Linked DNA regions of Gasterosteus aculeatus: region 2 is linked to region 1. The links are chromatin contacts, called in public Hi-C maps. All regions are on one chromosome and are shown on one strand. The core of a region is the stretch at or near the end of the contact, and the rest is flanking DNA. Distances in the headings are between cores, read along the strand shown. Region 1 holds the start of LOC120807840 (calmodulin-1). Region 2 holds the start of gtf2a1 (general transcription factor IIA, 1).

Region 1 (6,161 bases), core at 1,320-3,819:
GATTTCAAGAAGTCCAAGGAAAACGTCCTGTACAAGAAGCAGGAGGGCACGCCGGAGGGGCTCTACCTCTAACCCTTCCAGCCCCCACCCCCCACCTCCACCTGTCCCCGTGTGAACGACAGGAGGTCTGCCCCCCCCACAGAGAGTTTTGATATATTTTGTGCATGTCATGTCTGGCTTATCCCCATCTTGTGTTACCGTTACTTGAATAAAATGACAACCAAAAAAAATAGATGTGGTGTCATCTTGTTTTATCCATTTCATTTCCTGGAGCCTTTTACATGTTTTTACACAAACTGCATCCGTTATTGGATTCCTGTATGTTGAGTTCTTTTGCTGTGAGATCATCAATCGCATGAATTGTTCCAGTAATTCAGTCGCAAACAGAATCACTCAACCAACTTGCTCTCAGAGGATGATTTATTTTGAGAAGAACAGTCCTTCCCCGTCTTTTAAAGCCGGGGCCCCCGAGCTCTTTGGCCTCACGTGTCACGTTTCATGTTGGACAACTTTTTGCAGACCGGTCTTGGAGGATAACAACCGGCCGCAGCGAGTAGCGGGCAAATGTATAAGGGGGGCAAAAACGTCAAGAGGGACCAGCACAGTAAAACGTAAAGGACCGTGTTCTTCCTGTGGTGCGCCCCGGTGATGGCCCACGGACCGGTGGTTGGGCCCCCTGTTTTAAAGAAGCCTTCCCCTAACTATCTCCAGCGCCCTGGGTGACCATGCACATAAGTCTGCAACCCTTCAGGAGCAGCAGCATGTCTCTGCAGCAATGCATCGCTCCTCAACGTCCGCGCCGGTGATTTAATCCCCCTCGATGTGGAGCGACGTGGAACTCTGTGCTCAGCAGAAAGTGGCCCCCGTGCAGCCAGCATCCAACCGCTCGGTGGGGCCATCGCTGGGCTCCCAGTGAGGACTGAGCCACTGCTGCAGCCCCCCCCCCCCCCCCCCCCCCCATCCCCTCCTCTGAAGCACTCTCCTTATTAAATCAGTCACGCATTTCAACTGCAGCTCGTCCATCGCGGCGCATTCAGCCGATGGAGGGAAAAAGTAACCTTTAAATCAAGCGTGGCGAGTTGGACCGGCGAGTGGGAGGGTTACGGGGGCGGGGAGGGGGGGGGGGGTGACACGTGATGAGTCAGCTAAAAGTAAACTCCATCCTGATGGGAGGATGAGGCAGCAAGGAGGAACGTGCTGCTGGCATTCGCCGAAATGTCACATCCACATCGTGGTCCATTCCCCGCGTGTACCGACCGATATACGTCTCGTTTTCATGACCATAAATCCCCAAACACAACATGTGACGGATGTATTGATGATCAATTTGGTTTTCATTTGTAAATTGTGGAAATATGATTAAATCCTACTCCCAATCTATTTGTAAACTTTAAACTGCTATGATCTAAGTCCTCCATGGTCAATGACTAATCCTTATTAGATACGGAGGCCTTTGCAGAGGGCTATTATAAGAGGTTAAAGGTCACAGCTGTTCCAAATGCCACATGTGCAGCAGTTACAGGAATATATGACAGCTTCCTGAGAGGCGAGACGCATAGCAGCAAGAAAAAAGAATATATGTAATTCTCCGTTTAAACAGAGCAAAAAAACACCGGATTGGTTCTTGTGTTGGAGTTTGTTGCCCTGATGAGAGGAGCGCACACTTTCTGGTGTAGTGCCGAAAGGTTTGGTAAATAAAAGTTCTCTTTGGTGGATCTTCACGAGCAGCTTCTCGGGGAAACCGTTCCCATGATTGAGCACATGAATATGTGCGTATACATACACGTGCACATTAAACAGGTTACAGCCTGATTGTAACAGCCGGCGGCGCTGCAGCCTGACTTCGACCAGCGAACCACGTTCCTCCTCGTTAAATTCTCCTTTTCATGAACTAAAACCAGTTTTACGGTTGTTTTATGCAGCTGATTGTATTTGCTGTAGTAAACAAATCTTATGTTGACGCGCATGTGGCAGACCAGCGCCCCCCCCCCCCGCGGCGGCTCCTCCCTCCGCCGGCCGACCCTCCACCTGCCCCGCCGGGGGGGAGCTGGTCTCGGGGACTCCTCGCGCTCGCGACCCCCCTAAACACACAACCACAGCAAACGACACAAGAGCCTGATTTTAGCCGCAGGCTCCATCGGCCATTGCACGTCGCCGCGGCGCACTTTGCAGCGGCCAATAGCGAGTCTGCGCACTTCCCCCATCGCGCCTATCAAGCGGTTCGGTCGCACCAAAACGAAAAGACGTCGCTTTCTTCTCCCCGTCCCGACCGAACAAATCCACCTAAAAATAAAAACAAACACGCGCTTGTGAATCGGTGGAAACGCGGCGCAGGTTTTTATATTCGCGGTGTTTATACGTGTTATATTTTCCCGTCAAGTGGCGCTGCCTGGCGCAATGCGGGTCCCGCGCAGCCAATCAGAGCGGCCGACACATGGCGGACAGTATTGCAGGTCTGCAGCGGCCAATCAGAACCGGCCTCACAGCGACGCGGCCGCCTCTCCGGCTTCCTTCACCAGAGGTATCCTTCCGCACCCGGAAACTAGTACCCCGCGACGGGCTCGTTTTACTCTTTCTGGGTGAAAAAAGAAGCTAGATGGACGGAGGGCAGCTAATGTCCGTCCAGGGTTTGGTTTTCTAAAAGTAAAAGGTCACTTTTAGAAGAATCCTGTGAAGTTGAGAGGTACGACAGTGATATGCTCCAATTTAAAGGCACAGTCTGTATTATTTCAAGAGTTTTATAGCTGCATTTAAAATGATTGCACATGGCAATAGTTATTCATGAATTGGCCTTTATTGGATAAAGATGGCCTTAATTATCTAAATAATATTTATGTTTGTTTTCTTGTTTCCAAATGACCACTGTCTTCCACGAATGTACTTGTTGATTTGTTTTGCCATGATGGGGACTCTCCTTATTCCACGGCCTTGTGATGGTTACCAAGCAGCGGGATTCCCAGTTAAAATGCCTTTCTGAGAATAAGTGACAATTACCTCAAATCCTTAGTGTTCTAAGGTAGTGTCTTAGTGGAGGATGCAGGCTTAGTTCAGCTGTAGTTATTTTTACATCTGGTGTTTATATGAACCAGTAATGCCTCAATAACTATTTGAGCTTCATTTTTATTTTGCCGCACTACTGTCACCTAATGTAATCGAGGAAGCTCCTACCTCAAAAAGTTCATAAAGTACTGCTTCTCAAGAAGAAACACATCAAAGCGTGATTGGTGATTATAAAGCGCAGATACTCATGTGAATAAAACTATTCTCCTCCAAAAACACTGGTGGCCAAATGCTGCATTATCAAGGTTTGATCCCCATGTGTTCAGTATATACAAGTGTGTTATATGGTCAACCATCCCAAAGCATGTCATCTAATCATCATCAAGACACTGAAAACAGTGACTCCAGTGTGAGGATGCATGTCTCCTGTCTCCTGTCTCCTATCTCCTAACTCCTGCTGCAACACTCACATCGAAATAAGGAAGTGAGTGATCAGAGCTAGTGCGGCGGAGGGATACACAGGCGATCCTCGGTCTGGCCACGGCCAATATACCCGCCGCTAACCCGCGAGTGGAACTCCATCTACGGAACGAGCGCACTGCGAGTCTGCCTCCACAGACCTACGAGCACACCGAAGCCATGGTACGTATGCCCATTCATTCTGCGCGGCCACCGGGGCGGCGGCGGGGGGGAGAACAGCGCGGCCGCGGCTCGCGCCTGTTTCCTTTGCACCGACATTCCGTCGTTTCGGACGGGGACGGAAAACGCCCCGCCGGGGCGGCTTTCGACGCGCTGCGGCTCGCGCTCACCGCGCGGCTCCGTCGCGAGCGGAGACGCGCGCGCTGAACTGTCGCCCGGCGTAATTTCCCCTCTTTACTGCGCCACGCGACCCGCTTCGCGCGGAGTTCGTCCACGTCGGGTTCGAGGAGGTGTTTCGCGGCCGGCCGAGTTCATGGTCGGACCGGGAACAAACTAGCCCGCTTTTGTGACACATTAGCGGATCATTCTGCAGCCATCAACGCACCAGAGCGGGTTTTACGACGCCCCCCGACGCCCCCCTCCTGCCCCCCCACATACGTTATCCGAGACATGTCCCTCGGCGGAGCCCACACGTTTGGACACGTATGTTAGACCGGTATCGGTTTCGTTCTGTGTTTCTACCCCCCGCCGCGCCCGGCTTCCCTCCTCCTCCTCCTCCTCCGCCGCCGCAGCCCTCCCGGTGCACCCTGGGTAACGGCGTCGTCGCGGACCGTGTTCGGTAATTACCGGGTTACGACCCGCGGGGCCTCATTTGTTTGCCTCTTTGCAAATATTCGATGTCATGCAAATGTCCGTCCCGCACGGAGCCGTCCGCTCCTGTCCGCCGGGAGCGTCCTCGGCCAATCGCGCACCAGAACCTCTGGTCAGTGGTTCGGGTGCAACTCACAGGTCTGAGGGCGGGCCCGAACCGGCTGTGGCACCTGCGGAGAGGGGAGGACCTCCCGGGGCCTTCAGGCCGATCCATTGATCAGGCTTGATCGATCGAGGGAGTCAGGAAGCTGCACCTCGGTTTCATCCGGTGCCTGATGTCCGGCTGCAATGCAGTCCTGCGGCTCAGCACGGCGCGTTAATGGCTAAAGGAGTCGTTGTGCAGTTGGACCTCCTAAAAAGTGAAATCCACCAGCATGGAGGTGCGGAATAAGTGCCCGGCGTCTCGTCCTGTTGCGCTCTTGTTCGCTGATGCATGTTCAGTAACTTGACGGACACCCGATCCGCTGCGATGAATGATTGATTATGCTCGGCGGCGACGCCGTGTCCGGTGTCCCTGCCGTCCACGAGCCACTGGGTGCTCTCTGAGGAGGCCGAGGAGCTCCTCCGGACCACGCGGTGGACCGAGCCTGTCCACAACACCCGTCCTCTCCCTCCAGACCCCCCAGACGCCCCCCCCCGGCCTCGCTGCCTTTTGTCCACGCTGGCAGAGAAGAGGCGTTCAGCATTCTGTGGAGATCAGCGCTGCCGTACAAAGGAAGTGTGTGTGTGTGTGTGTGTCTCACTCTTTGTTTGTGTTGGGATGAATGGAAGCGTGTGTCATCCGTCTGAGTGACAGCTGCTCGTGTGTCTTGTACAGAAAGCTTCTCTGGGGATTGTTTGGGTCTACAGCGTCGATAAAGACCAGACCAATTGCCGTATTGTCCTACGCCCTTCTGCACCCCCGTCAGGTCCGACCTGGTGAGCCGTGTGTGTGTGTGTGTGTGTGTGTGTGTGTGTGTGTGTGTGTGTGACACATAACCTCCTCGACCCGCCCAGCCCGCCCGCGGTCTTATTTGGAGCATATTGCCGGTTGCCCGGGCAACAGAGGGAGTGGTTGACCCACTCGCGCTACCGTCCATCTGCTGGCGGGGCCGCGCTTCCCCAAACGCGCTCCCCTCCGCGGGCCACAAGCTGCCACGCGGCTGGAGGCCTGCCAGCGAACACGCCCGTCCGTGGAGGGTGAATCACGGGGAGTTTCCTCCGAACAATGTGCCACATTCACAAAGGGAGAGACGGGGGGGACGCACCGAGCTGATGCGGTCTGGAGGAGAAAGGGGAGGAGCTTGTGTTGGCCCGCGTCCAGGCGCCACAGAGGGGAGAAGGTGGAGGGACGGGCCTGTAGTGGCGCAGCAGCACCGCGAGGCCTCGAAGCCAGTGCAGGATCCAAAGCCAGTCTGACAAAGAGGGCGAATGAGGAAGGGAGGAAAGGAAGGGAGGAAGGGAGCCTGAGCGGGACAGAGGAAGGATCCTTTTTGGTGATCTGTTTTGTCTCTTGACATTTCCGATTGTCATGGAGGGAATCGGAGGGGAAGCATTCAGCCATGTCGGCTAATGGTGCTGCCGACGGGGTCCACGAAGCCCCTCGCTGCCCCGGTCGATCCGCCCCGTCAGCCCAAACGTCAGCTCACTCACTCTGGTTCTTACAAAGTCGGATTGCTCTGATTTTCCCCGGCCGCGTGATTTCGGGCGTCTCTGTTGTCGGGTGTTTGCTCGGCGTTTCCACGGCTAGATTGCTTGTGCAAACAACACACACAGACTGCAGGGACTCTCTCTTCAGGGCAGACTGACTGATTCACAGGAAACATGTCGGGGTTGAGAAAGAATGCCATAAAAAATGGTGTGTGTTTGCCACCGTGCACATGTGTTTGGTG
Region 2 (6,161 bases), core at 1,652-4,151, 130 kb before region 1:
GCTGTACGATGAGAACGTGTTCTGTGGGTCAAACATTTCTACAGAAACACGTTTCTGAAAACATTTCCGGGGCTGAAATATGCAGGAAGAGACTCTCGATTCTTATTTGAATATCAGTTAAGTGGGACGGCAGCGTGTAACTTTTACATTACATTCGCCAACTTGACAAAATGGACCATTTTACCGTCCCAGATGTTTGATACTTCTGCTGGATGGTTTATAGTGAAAGAAGGACCCACCTTGCTGCTGCTGGGGGGGCAGAATGACCTGCTGGGCCTGTGCAGGCTGATTCACCTGCTGGACCTGATGCACCTGCTGAACCTGCTGCTGGACCTGCTGCACCTGCTGCACCTGCTGGACCTGATGCTGCTGCTGCTGCTGCTGCTGCTGCTGCGCGGCCTGCAGGGCTGCCTGCTCCTCGGTGTGGAAGCCCTCCACTGCCTTGGACTGCAACAGCTTGTTTTCCCACAGCTGGAGCATCAGGCAGAAGAAGCGGGATGTGTCACAGGTTGAACATTTTGTGATTAACACTTTTTTTTGGGGGGACCATGCTCTGAAAATGGCACACGCATGATGAAAGATGCATTCACTCTGGAAGTACTTTGTCTATATGGACAATGTTATTCCTGTCAGGATAAAGGGGAACCGCTGTGAGCGAAAAATCTGTTTATACGTCACTGGTGAAGAAATAAATCAATATGACCACACACAAAAAAAAGAACCGCTTGACAAATACCACCAACGGCCCTATAAAACATGCAGATCCTTTTTCTTTGCTGGCTTCTAGCTTCGATTATAAAATGTTTACATAAGCAACGCTGTGTGCACAAAACTAATTTGCATCACATATTTTATAACTTGTTGTGTTTGGAGGATTTTCAAGGATTATTCCTTCGTGATGAGCACACAATAACCCTGTTCGAGGTTGATTCTGGCTCGGTTCCGAACCAAATTTGTTGATTCTCGAGCAGAAAAAGTTATGAAGAATACGTTCATTCACAACAATCACATAAAGCCCTCCTGTAGGGGGGGGGGGGGGATCGGTAATGGGGACATTTACCGTTTTCAGCTCCAGAAGCACCTGCTCGTCCACTCCCTCATCCAGGAAGAGCTCTCGTACCTCGTTGATCACATCCTCAATTACAGACTTATATAGTTTAGGCTACGAGGAAGGGAAAGAGAGCACATTACTATGTTTACTAGGTAAATATACATTGTATGTGTGTGAATATATATACACACACACATATACATACACACATTGTCAGTTTACACGTCATATTCATAAATGCTTAATAGGAACATCAACCACAGCAAACATGTAACGAACCATCTAAATATGTGTTTAGTTCTCTTGCATAAGCATATCTTATTATGTCACACTACAGTGATACTTCTAGGATTGGTCGGGTATGGAAGCTGGGATTTAGCGTGTCGTGACAACCTGCAATACGCGGCGTCCACTTCACGTTCGCCATGTAAAAGGTTCGCGGTGGAGCGACGGTCGGGTTTCAGCACGGAAGGAGAGCGACGGGACGAGCGAAGCCTCCGCGGCGTGACCCGCCGCGCCCCTGCGGCCGCAGCACGGCCCTCGGTCCCTCCGCGCCTCCCTCGGCCCGCGCGCGCGCGCGCCTCTCCGCTATTTAAAGCCACGTCCGCGGTTTATAAGCGGAGGCGGTGACGTGGCGTCGAGTAGCGCCTTCCCATCCCGGGCAGTCTATATTAGAGAGCCAACATGGCCGTATATAACCGGGAGGGGGAAAAGAGGAGGGCCACAAGCGGAGCGAGGGGCGACGTGGAAGCCATTTTACGGAGCGGCGAAACGCGCGCCCGAAAGTCCGGTACGCCGAAGCCTTGTGCGGCGGAACGTACAAGGTGCTTTCGGCGTTTTATCTCATGGCCGCTGGGCTTTGACGAAGTGCGTCAGTGTGGCCGTGTCGGCGGGGAGCGGACTACTTTGTCGTGAGGCGGGTAGCGGCGGCGGTTTGGCCCGCTGGTCGTGGAATGGTGGACGGCGGGGAGGCTTTTCACTGAGCGGTGGCGGCTTGTCGGCCACGGAGACTTTTAATTAAAAAAAGGACCACAACACAAGCCGTTCGCAGTGGTTTGGTGGCGAGGTGCTTTGCAAACATCTAAAACTGCGCCAGATAAAAGACTATTTAGCCGATTTAACGTTACAGATTCGTCCTTTCACAAGAGACTCGGCCACGCAAGAAACGCTCCGACCGCCATCAACGGCACAACCACCGACTCGTGTTCACATGGGAGTTTACAGATACTACGCTGGTATGAACCAGTAGCTCCACCGGACATTTAAGCCCATAACTAACCAGCCGTAAGAACATCTGCATTCTGCGGAACGTCACTGGTCACCAGCCATCGCTCCCACCAGATGGCTTTATCGGAACACGACCTGAGCTCAGTTGAAGAATGATTAAAATGGCCGATTAACTGAAGACGTTCTTCGTTTTATTTGGTAGAACAATGATGTGTTTGCTAAGCCTGAATGACACAAACATCTCGTTGACAGCTTCCTCTCATCTTAGCCCCCCCATTTCCCCGCTGACAATCCTTAGAGATTGATCCTTACCACTGGGTTCGAGTTAGCCGAGCTCGCCATTATACGCGTAGTGTAAAAACCACACGGAAATAGGCGAGAGATAGAGCCAAAAAAATTACAAAAAAAATGACTTAAAACAACTGGGAACGCTCTCTTAAAACAGCCGGCATTACTTTTGTAAATAAAACACAGTTTGAGCGGTCTTATTTACAATCCCGGGCTGCGACTCCCAGCCGCCGTCCTGCCGTCGTGGTCCTGCTTTATATACTGAGCGTGGAGCTGCGAGTGCGCGAGACATAGGGCAGGGTCGCGCCGCACTTCGCGCGAGATCTCGTCCGGCGCATGACGGCCGCGCGAAAGGCGCGCCGCTGGGAAATGTAGTTTACAGGGGTTTTAACGTGCTACGAGGTAAATACACGTGCGCAGAGCGCATTAGCTCTGTAATGCTCGGTGATCTTGTTTACGGAATGAGGCCACGTGTGAATAATGTGACCCATATAAGGAGAAAATCACAGTATCCCAGGAGCCAGTTTCATTGGTAGATTATTACACGATACAAACATAGTGATGGATATATAAATCCTAAAACATGGACGTCAGCCCGAGCATTAATGCGTGGCGTTTGTAATATCTGATCTGAGGGCAGAGAGAACACACAAGGCGCTTTGACCCTCCTGGTTTAGCTTTCTGTTACCATCTCTTCAATTTTCACGCATGTCTGTAAAATGCACTAAAAACAATTCTTTATCATTTGTTTTTCGCATCTCTTGGTTACCTTTGTTAAGCCAGCGCTGCCTCTGGGCCTTTTCTTTGACTCTGCAGGTCACCAAAACCGTACTGAGTTGACCTCACATGGTCGTCTTTGATTTGTTTTATCGTTGTGCACTGATAACGAGGGAGAATCCCCTGAAGATCACCTGATTAATGCTTCTTTCATGCATTTAAAACCTTTGAAAGACAAGAGGAACGTCAAAGCACAAACCGCAGTGCTTTGTAATTAGACTTTAATCTTAATCTACATCTCTGTGGAAACATTTCTGCATTTGTTTGCCTGTGTTTATGTCAATGATCGCTGATTCAGGTGTTAACGTAACTTCACTTGTCATTGATTTTCATTCCGTTTGCATTGCTGTTGTTATGATATATCTGTAATGGAACCGTACTTGTTCACAGGAACAGTTGGTGCCTTTGTTGACGGTTCCAGATGACGTTTGAAGCCACGTCAGTAACTTCCCGCCGCCACCAGAGTGTGATCACGCCACATCGCAGCGGCCCGGAAAACAAGCTCTCCTTTTCTGATTCCATGACACACATCCATTCACTGGGATTCAACTATTTTAATTCAATAAAGGGTGAGGGATTTTTGGGGGGGGGGGGGGGGGGGGGGGGCGGTAGCCACATCTATTGGTTATGTTGAATCAAAAATACACCTGTTCTGAGCACCAGGGCAACGTTTCCAGATCACCATTAAAGCTTCGCAGCGACCGGGAGAACGTTACCTCCACTTCTGTCTCCATGGAAACTTGCTCGGCGGGCATCGTGTGGAGGAGACGGCGCGGGAAACACGCAGCATCGACCACCTCAGCCCCCCCAGCGGGCCTCCCCCACCACCGAATTACACAACTCGCTTCATTCAATTTAAATTAAAAGTGGACTCGACACTGATGAAAACATTTTTAAATTCACTCGTAAGTTTTGTTCTGTACGAACCAAGTGCTCACGTGGGGTACGATGCCCTCTAAAGATCTACCGAATGCACCCCCCCAGCCCCCCGTCTTTCATCGCTGTGGTTGCATAGCAACAGAGGAGCAGCTAGCTCCAGTGGTGTCGGCGGTGCACAGGGAGCCACTGGTGCGATATTAAGTCCCAGCTTCAATTATGAATGGGCCCCCACCGCCACGCGGCTCCAGAGCGACACCACCCAGAGCGATAAGGCGCGGAGGAACTCTTTGGTACACTTAACTCTTTTACTTCCTTCCCTTGGGGGGGGGGGGGGGTCTGACTTTAATCAGAAATATTGAACTTAACCGATTAGAGGAAGTAAATGAATAATTAACTGGCGGAAGAGGAGTGGCTGTGATAAGACCCGTGTTGATGGGAATGTGCGAGGTTAATGATTGGGGTCAGTCTCGAGAGTCACAAAGCGACCGCTTTACCAGCAAATGGGGGCTAGTGTGTGTGTGTGGGGGGGGGATATCATTTCTTACACGCGTTCACTGTATTCAACTCTGGATTCTGATGGACGAATTGTGAATTTGCTGCTATTGAGGCGCCTGCCAGCGTTGCTGTGCTCGAACGCGTCGCGGTGGTCAACGCGTGCATTGTTCCCCACGACAGACCTCCCGGGCTCCGGTCTGTCAAAAGGATCAGCCAGACGAACCCTCTGCAACTTGTATTTTTTATTATTGCAACCAACTGGAAGACAATACATCACATGAACATCATTGCAGTTTTTCAGGAAATGGAAAACAAAATAAAACAACATTTATATATTTTTTGCCACGGTATTAGACAACGTTGATATTTACATGTAGTGATGAAATAGGTCTTAAATCATTCTTTGGCAATATGATTGCACAATAAGGAGAGAATTGAACATTTAGTAAAACAAAAACAACAACAACACTCTCTGCACTCTGCAGCTCATCGCACAAATCAATAGCATTTGCATTTTGACATCGCTTACCCATGTGCTCTCCGATGTTCAGCTCACACAGTCACTGACAAAAAACAATGGCAGTATAGTAGAGGGGGAGAAAACAGAACAGAAGAAAAGTGCATAACAATGGTAAAAAAAACAACAACAAAATGGCAACTTTATTCTTTTGAGCGTTTCGTTCCGTTTGGCGGGTCTGAAACAAACCCCCTTGTTTCAGGGGCCTTTTCAGGCCAAGGTAGATTTTAACCTTCCAGGACTCGTAGGTCCGGAGTTCATCCTCTTCTTCTTCTTCGGAGGAAAAAAGAGGCGGTTGCTACAGCAACGCGTCCCCCCCCCACCTCCCCCCCGACATGAGTCCTGTTGCTGCTGACAACCAGCTATCAGACCAGAGACACGTGTCTCCTTCTGGCCTGTTTTGTGTGTGCGTCTATGTCGGCACGGATGCAAAGCCAGTGATGCTACGGGGGGGCAGAAGACTGCCCCGGTGGACGGGGCCGTCACTTAAACCAAACCCTGGTGTGACAGCTGCTACAGCCAAACGCGGCCCGCGCTACAAAGCGCCTTTCTGCGCGCGCACGCACGCCAACGGACAGGGAGAAGCACGCTGAATCATGGCGGTGTGGCGTTTATATCACTTCTGCTGCAAAAATGTCAGAACTCACCTCTCCCCTCGTGGACCAACACCACTTTGTTTTCTTGATTCTAAGTGAAATACACACATTCTTTTTTGTTAATATATTTAAAAATGCTCTGTCTGTGGATCGGGCTCTTGGGATCAACATGTATGCAAGCTTGACATCCGAAGGGACCAAAAGGGGTTAAAAATACTGTGTGTAAATAAAAAAAAAGATAAAGACTTTTGTCTCCTACGTTCCTCTTCCTTTCCAATCCGGGTTCTAAGTGGCCTACTTGGGGATTTCGGGTTGTTCCGGGACGCCGACA

What was found. Hi-C and Micro-C count contacts between places; a contact is called where the count stands out from the background.
Region 2: a Hi-C map of skeletal muscle shows a contact between it and region 1, with 3 times the contacts expected there. The contact joins the promoter of gtf2a1 here to the promoter of LOC120807840 in region 1. A contact is called at or near these places in 2 of 6 Hi-C or Micro-C datasets (both in skeletal muscle).

Annotation. Positions count from the first base shown.
Region 1 is chr18:1,993,665-1,999,825 of fGasAcu3.hap1.1, reverse strand. LOC120807840 (calmodulin-1) reads left to right here and starts at 2,569. Exons shown (of 7, transcript XM_040160253.2): 1 at 2,569-2,683; 2 at 3,482-3,642. The coding sequence starts at 3,640. It overlaps LOC120807839 (26S proteasome regulatory subunit 4), which reads left to right. Exons shown (of 11, transcript XM_078094024.1): 11 at 1-1,380. The coding sequence ends at 72.
Region 2 is chr18:2,128,645-2,134,805 of fGasAcu3.hap1.1, reverse strand. It overlaps gtf2a1 (general transcription factor IIA, 1), which reads right to left and starts at 2,901. Exons shown (of 10, transcript XM_040160135.2): 1 at 2,591-2,901; 2 at 1,061-1,162; 3 at 240-471. The coding sequence starts at 2,620. The region is part of intron 1 of LOC120807839 (26S proteasome regulatory subunit 4); the gene reads left to right. It overlaps LOC120808118 (forkhead box protein N3), which reads right to left. Exons shown (of 6, transcript XM_040160752.2): 6 at 4,945-6,161.